Regions from separate parts of the Arachis hypogaea genome. Here region 1 is linked to region 2. A link is a contact called in public Hi-C data. All regions are on one chromosome and are shown on one strand. The core of a region is the stretch at or near the end of the contact, and the rest is flanking DNA. Distances in the headings are between cores, read along the strand shown.

Region 1 (3,622 bases), core at 33-2,532, 110 kb before region 2:
ACTTTCTTTTGAAGACGTGCTCAATTTTGATAGGCGCAAGATTTTTAATGCTAATATTTTTTCATGAACCTCAAGTCTGCAAGCAAGGCCCCTAAAACTCCAATCTGTTCACAGCTCAAGGAAACTAACTTAGTGTGTGTTTAAGTCTGCAAGCAAGGCCCCTAAAACTCCAATCTGTTCACAGCTCAAGGAAACTAACTTAGTGTGTGTTTGTACTGTGGTTAGTTAAATTAGAGTTTGAATAAAAGTAATTTTATAAAATTGATTTTGGATAAAAATAAATTTGTGTCAATATAATTTATGTTTGATAATTTTTTATTAAAATTAATTTTGATAAAATAAATATTATTTGAATAATATTAGTTAAAATCATTTTTAAATAAATAATTATTTAAAAGGATATGATATTAAATTATAATATTATTTTTTTATACATGTTTAATTTTTTCATATTTTTTATATATTTTTTATATAATATATTTTTAATACTCTTAGTATTCTTTTTTAGTATATTATAATTTTTAACTATTATTATTTATGATTAATTTTTTATTTAATTTATTTTACTTAATGGAATCAATAAATTCTATTATAAAAAAAATAATAATAAATACAATACACAAAAATTATAACTATAAAAATATATAATGTCAAATAAAAAAATAATAAAAAATATAAATAATAAATAATAAAAAAAGAGTTCATATAGAGAGAAATGATAAGAATTTTATAAATAATACAATAATATGTATAAAGGATAAAGTTGGTAAAAGAAAAATAAATATTGAAAGTATTGACTAAAAACACGTTAGTGTAACAGAGAAGTTAAAAATTATTACTCCTTATAAACGTGATTTTATGAACAAAATTACTTATGCATTTGTAAAGAAAAAAAATAGCCAAACAAAAAAGTGAAGCTTTTAAGAAGCTCTAACGTACTTTTTTCCTTCAAACGTGGTTACCAAACACGGTGGATACTATCATGAAGATTTTACTATTGTCTTCATATGAAGATACTTCTTTTTTACCATTAGATGATAAAATGTATGGTTTGATTTTGATGTGTTGCAAAAGTGTTATTTTTTTTAAAGTGTGGCTAAACAAACAAAGTACACTTTTAACACAAGAATCTTCATAAAAAGATGTTTTTAGCATCTTCATTTGAGTAGTTGCCACCAAACACACCCTTAGTCCGCAACTTCTATAAACCAGACAAAGAAAATGATTAAAGTTAATTATTTTTCCTCCCCCTATTCTTAGAATAAAAAGTGCATGCTTTTTAATAAATAAATAAATAATGCATTACAAAATTAAAATTTCGGAGGAAATAGGAAAGATAGGAATCTGAATCCGTCGTGGACCTCGCTTCGAGGTGCGGCTCAGTGTCACTATAATATATAAATGCGTCGCTGAGAACCGAACTTGTTTTGGAGGCTAAGCTAAACTGTGATTGAGAAAAATTAGCGAAGTAGAAGAAAATGGAAGACACACTCTCTGCTTTGAGGTCATTGATGTCTTCTCACTCCCCTTCTCTTGATGCCTTAGTTGTTCCTTCCGAAGATTATCACCAGGTAATTCATTTCCCTTTCACTTTAGATCGAAGATTTTCAGCTTCTTCCGTTTCAAATTCCTTCGTTCTTCATCTGATGATTGTTTCTCTCTGTTTCTGCAGAGTGAATATGTATCCGCAAGAGATAAGCGCCGCGAGTTCGTTTCCGGCTTCAGTGGAAGTGCTGGTCAGTATCAATCTACAGAGCAATCAAATCAAAATTTACTTTATGCGTTTTCGTTTGATTTCTTAGTTTATTCTTATGTGGCGATTAGTTTAGATCGAATCAGGATTTTGTTTCTGTAGTTTGGAAATTTCAATTAACATCGTGTGACAATTTCATCCCTGTAATAAGCAAGATAGTCTTGGATTATTCTGTGGTTGAAGCTTTCTGTCTCAGCTCTTCTTGTGAAATCTATGCCGCTATTGAATTTTCCTATTGTATTTCAAATCTGACAAAATTTGTTAAGTCAAATTTTGTATTGTTTTCCATTAAAATTACATTCAGGTTTGGCACTTATAACGGCGAAAGAAGCACTCTTGTGGACGGATGGACGATATTTTTTGCAGGCAGAGCAACAGCTTAGTGATCAATGGAAGCTAATGCGCATTGGCGAAGATCCTGCTGTGGATGTTTGGATGGCTGATGTAAGTACCATTTTTTTAAGAGAATCCTTTGATTTAAATGATTGAAAAAAGACAAAATGAGATAGCAGATTATATTTTTTGTGGTTCTCTCTGTCTTTGGCATCCCTGAAGCATAATGTTATGACTTGGGTCAAGATTGAAACTGTGTCTACATCATGGCATTTTTGATATGTTGTCCACAACTAGCTTCTCCTTGCTTAGGGAGAGCTGACAGAGCATATAGTCCTGTACGCACTATAGCACTCGATTAGTCTTGTCTCATCCATGAGTTGTTTCTTTTTCACTAGAACTTGCCTAAAGATGCATCTATTGGGGTTGATCCATGGTGCATTTCGGTTGATACTGCCCAAAGATGGGAACGTGCTTTTGCTGAAAAACATCAGAAGCTGGTTCAAACGACAAAAAATTTGGTAGATGAAGTATGGGCAAAGCGACCTCCAGAACAGATTAATGCTGTTATTGTACATCCATTGGAATTTGCAGGTCGCTCTGTTGCAGATAAGTTGCAAGACTTGAGAAAAAGGCTTGCGCAAGAGCGAGCCCGTGGCATCATTTTCACAGCTCTTGATGAAGTGAGTGTATTATCTTAATCTATCGTCCTTATTTGTTTGCTCTTCCCTAACTCAAGTTTTGAGTTTGAGGATATTTTTGCGTCACATGTTCAGCATTTTCAATATCACTATCTTCATTATCCATGTTATTTATGATCCGGTTACAATGCAGGTTGCCTGGTTATACAATATCCGTGGAAGTGATGTGGCATACTGTCCTGTTGTTCATGCATTTGCTATTGTGACAACTAATTCTGCTTTCCTTTATGTCAACAAGGAAAAAGTATCTGTTGAGGTAGTTTGACTAATGTCTCGTCAGCTTTGAATGTTTCGCACTGTTTTCTACTGGCAGGAAGTATAAATTCCTATACAATCATGTTAAGTTACTAATAACAGTTTATTAAGAACATTTATCATAGGATTTGTTTCCCCCTATTTATGTATATTAATCTTACAAGAATGATAGGGTTTCAGATTTCAGTATTTTCAGTACTGGTCATTAATAGTCAACCGTTGGAAACATTTATTTTATGGTCAAATTAGATCGAAGTTTATTTTACTTATGAAGATAAGAAATATCTGTCAACAGAGCAGTATTTTGGTCTATCCTGATATTTGGAAGGAAGATATGTATATAGAAACTTAGTAGTAGTATTTTTTTGCCAGGTAAAAACTCATCTAGAGGAGAATGGAATTGGAATTCGAGACTATACAGCCGTGAGCTCTGATGCAGCATTGCTCGCAACTGATGAGCTTGATGCTCTGTCTACTGCCAAAGGTTCTCTAGCTGCAGTTACAAAGGAAGCAGAAAAGACTCACAATGAGCTCAACAAGGGAGTAAATGGTGAACATCTAGCTGAAGAACATAGTAATG
Region 2 (3,699 bases), core at 687-3,186:
CTTTAAGTGCTCAGCTTCAAACAATTATAGATCTCATTCGTTCTAGCTTTTATGACAGCAATGGCGAATATTAGGATGGTAATTTTTCTATCAAAGACCCAGAAACAAGAAGTAGTAACATCGAACAAACAAGACCATCGACCTTTGGTAGATAGATTGCTAATAAACCAATCTTGAGATTATGGGTGAAGAAATTATTATTCGTGGTAAGAGGTATCAATGCTTTCCAAATCAAATTTGTAAAGGAACAATTTCTTAAAATACGAAGAGTAGTCTCTTCAAGCCATATTTTGGGCACGTTGCTAATGATGGGCTCATACAGAATCGTGGATTTAGGTATATAGTTGTGAAGGCAGTGTCTTCATTATAATTAAAAAAAAATTCAGTAGTATATAATAGTAATATTTATTTGATTCTACTTAATTATTAAATTTAATTTTATAATAATTTTTTATTTAATTTTTGATATTTCAATTTAAAAATTTTATATTAGAATAAAAATAATCAATTCACAAATTTAAAACGAAATTGATATTCTTTTTTAAAATTTAATTTAAGAGTATTATTTTTTTAATTAATTTTAATTTTTTTATAGTAACTACATTAATTAAAAAAATTTATTTAATTATAAATATTAATAAAATTATTTTTAATTGTATTGAAAAGTAAATTTTTAAATAATCTTTTAGTGATATATATAAAAAAAATTTTCAATTGTACTATCAAAAAAATTTTTAATTTTTTAAAATATAAAATCTAAAAAAATAAAATTTTTAATTATAATTATTATTTAAATTACTTTTTAATTTATAAATTAAATATTTTAAAATTAATTATATTTTACAATAATTATATTAAATATCTATAAAAAATAATAATTTATATAAAATATATATTAAAAAAATTAAATAATATATGTATTTATTATGTTATATAAACTTTATCCGCACAGTAAAAGTTTCAGTATCGGTCCCTCACTCCCTCGGCTCATATGTCTTCTAGGCCTCTCTGCTTTTGAAAGGATGGCATTCTGAAGAAAGGATGATCAGCGAAGAACGCATGGTATGTGTTCATGGCCGCTGCCACACTGGTGTTCTCTCCGGTGACGCCCCTGCACTGTACGAATCTGGAACCCAAAGCGATGTGGACGCGAGACTTTCAGTGGGTCTCCTCTGCTTCCGGCGCTCCGAATGAAGCTCCGTCGCCGAGGGTGCACGATGATGAAAGCTTCAGCTTCCTCTCCTCCGAATCTGCAACTCTGATGCTGCCGCTTCCCTGTTCCCAGACTATTTGCCAACAATCTCGCTCTCCCTGTCCTCCATTGCTTGCATGACCCAGACCAAGAACCAAAACCCATGCCCAAACCCAGCCCGAACAAGACCACCTCCCTTCCCTGCGCCAAGCCAACTCCCCCTTCTTGCGAAGCAGACATGCATCCTATACCACCTCAAAATCTAGCTTGCTACGTCAATTTGGTTCCACTACAGGGTTTCCACCAATCCACTCATCCTAACTTGTAAAGGATCTGATAATAATATCCACCACACTTTTATCATGGGCGTGGAAGTCTTTGTGATATCTCGGATCAGGTTTGCTTCCGTTGGGTCTGCTTTATCTTCTCCAACGCTTCTATCGCATGCACAACAGAACTCTATTGAGGTGCTTCTACCTAAACCTAGGTTTGGAACAACAATCAAATTTTTGTTTGGTCGTGAACAACAAGCAATTTTGAAGTAAAATATCCAAACGTGATTTCTGAAAGTGTTTTGCTGGTTTTTATAATCTTTTCTTTCTTGGGTGTACTTGTGGGTTTTTTGGTAACAATTAAGGGTTTTTAATTAAAATCCTGCAAATCTAATTGGGCTTTGGGGGAGAGAGGTGGATTAGCATGGTTGGGCCATGGGAGGAATCCATAGATCCTGGGGAACCAATATAGGCTCCTCACATTAAGTCCCAGCTTTGAATTTTGATTTTTCTTCTCGGTGTGACTTGGCACACTGTTGAAATAAATCACTGTTTGCATCGCTTGGCAATGAGAGAGAATCATGCGTGAGACGAGAGCGTTGAACACACACCGAAGAAGAATAAGCAGGAAAGAACAAGAAAGCAAAGAACACATATATTCACGATAACATGACAGTTTGTTTTGCGGGTTCTGAATTTTGACCTTCAAGATTACGAACCAGGAGAAATAATGTGTTCTCCTTTGAACTTGTAGATTCCTCTTGAACAGTCAGGCACCGGGTTATTCATATCTTATACACGAAGATAATGGACAGCCAAATCATAATAAAACACTTGCTCTCAAATTCAGCAAATCATAATTAGTGTAAGCCATGTATAGGATCAAAATCAAAGTTGAAAAAAAAAATTTTAAAACAAACTGTGGACGTATTCACCAGATATTCCCTATAACTAAGTCTAGTTTCTGCAGAGTCTAGAGTGCTGAGATTCAAGCCTTTGTTTTTTCGTCAGAGTTTATGTTGCTATCATATTATCTCAACAATGAAGAATCATAAAACTTTACAGCTAGACTCGTAGATTTCTCGCAAGAAAAATACACTTAAGAGCCATGCATAAGCGATTTAATATCCTCATTCCTCGGGTTATCTAACATCCTTCTAGTATCAAGATACACGATATAGAATTATAGATAGAAGAGAATGACAGAAATACTAAATTAATATACACTACCTACATATTATTAGGCCCACATAATTGCTTTGTGTTTTTCTCTATCACAATACAATCCTCTAACTTAATGTCCAAATATATACATATGTATAATCATCCTCTACCGTCAAGTTACCCTCTCATAACAGAGGCGGAAAGTTTGTGAGGATGGAAGTGATGTAATTTTTTTTCCTTTGGTGACTAGGAAGTGATGTTAATTACCTTCTCATAAGTAATACTGATCGAGCAAAACTGCATACATATTCAGTGTGGAAACTGGAAACAGCAATTGCAGTAGTTTAAACTTTTGAGGCCGAATGGAGCAAAACTATAAAGCTTCAAAAGTGGGCTTCTCAATCTTTCCATATCAGTTTCAAATACTCACATTGGAATGCTCAGCTATGTAATGAAATAAAGAGTGTGAAAGCATTAAGAATATCTCTTCAGTGAACTTCAATTTCTCCTGGTCTATAGTAATAAGTTAAGATTAAGTCTCAAAACACTACCAAACTTTTTAAAGGTTGCCCCAAATGCAACTATTCAACAATCAACAAGGCATCACAATGAAGTCAAATTTCATGTAATGTAACGAAATATAAACGGGACTGTACATATAAGAAAAATATAGAAATGCAACATAGCAACCGATTTCCCCGGCAATGGCAGAGTGGCAGCTCCATCCAAGCAATCCATGCAGACGCCAAGGAAACGCTGCAGACTTGGGCTTGGGGATCGGGTTCTGTGTTGTGGCCTTTGGGCGTGATATAGACATAAGAAGGTAGCCCTAAACATTGCTTTCAACATCAGGCCTTTCCACAGCCTAGAGTCAGTTCCAACTCATCCACTCCCACCTCATGTATCCTCTCGCCCTCCCATGGCTTCACTCTACCATTCTCAAAGTCAAAATCCGATGGTCTTCCTCTCTCTGCAGCCTGGCCCCATTGCATGCCTTCATTCATATCCATGGAATCCTGGGGAGTGATCTGCTGCATTGCTGGTTTCACAAGGTTAAAGGTAGGCGATGGA

The links. Hi-C and Micro-C count contacts between places; a contact is called where the count stands out from the background.
Region 1: a contact with region 2 is called in a Hi-C map of leaf, with 2.7 times the contacts expected there. The contact joins the promoter of LOC112800667 here to the enhancer-like site in region 2. A contact is called at or near these places in 2 of 8 Hi-C or Micro-C datasets (both in leaf).

What each region holds. Positions count from the first base shown.
Region 1 is chr5:9,949,464-9,953,085 of arahy.Tifrunner.gnm2.J5K5, reverse strand. LOC112800667 (aminopeptidase P1) reads left to right here and starts at 1,282. Exons shown (of 16, transcript XM_025843021.3): 1 at 1,282-1,571; 2 at 1,673-1,736; 3 at 2,058-2,197; 4 at 2,485-2,769; 5 at 2,921-3,043; 6 at 3,415-3,622. The coding sequence starts at 1,479.
Region 2 is chr5:9,835,343-9,839,041 of arahy.Tifrunner.gnm2.J5K5, reverse strand. LOC112800664 (protein BZR1 homolog 1) reads right to left here. Exons shown (of 2, transcript XM_025843019.2): 2 at 3,116-3,699. The coding sequence ends at 3,477. Among protein-coding and RNA genes, the nearest start is that of LOC112800664, 3.3 kb to the right of the region's middle. Within about 2 kb of position 1,936, at least 3 of the 3 cell types and tissues checked have open chromatin away from gene starts, as enhancers often do.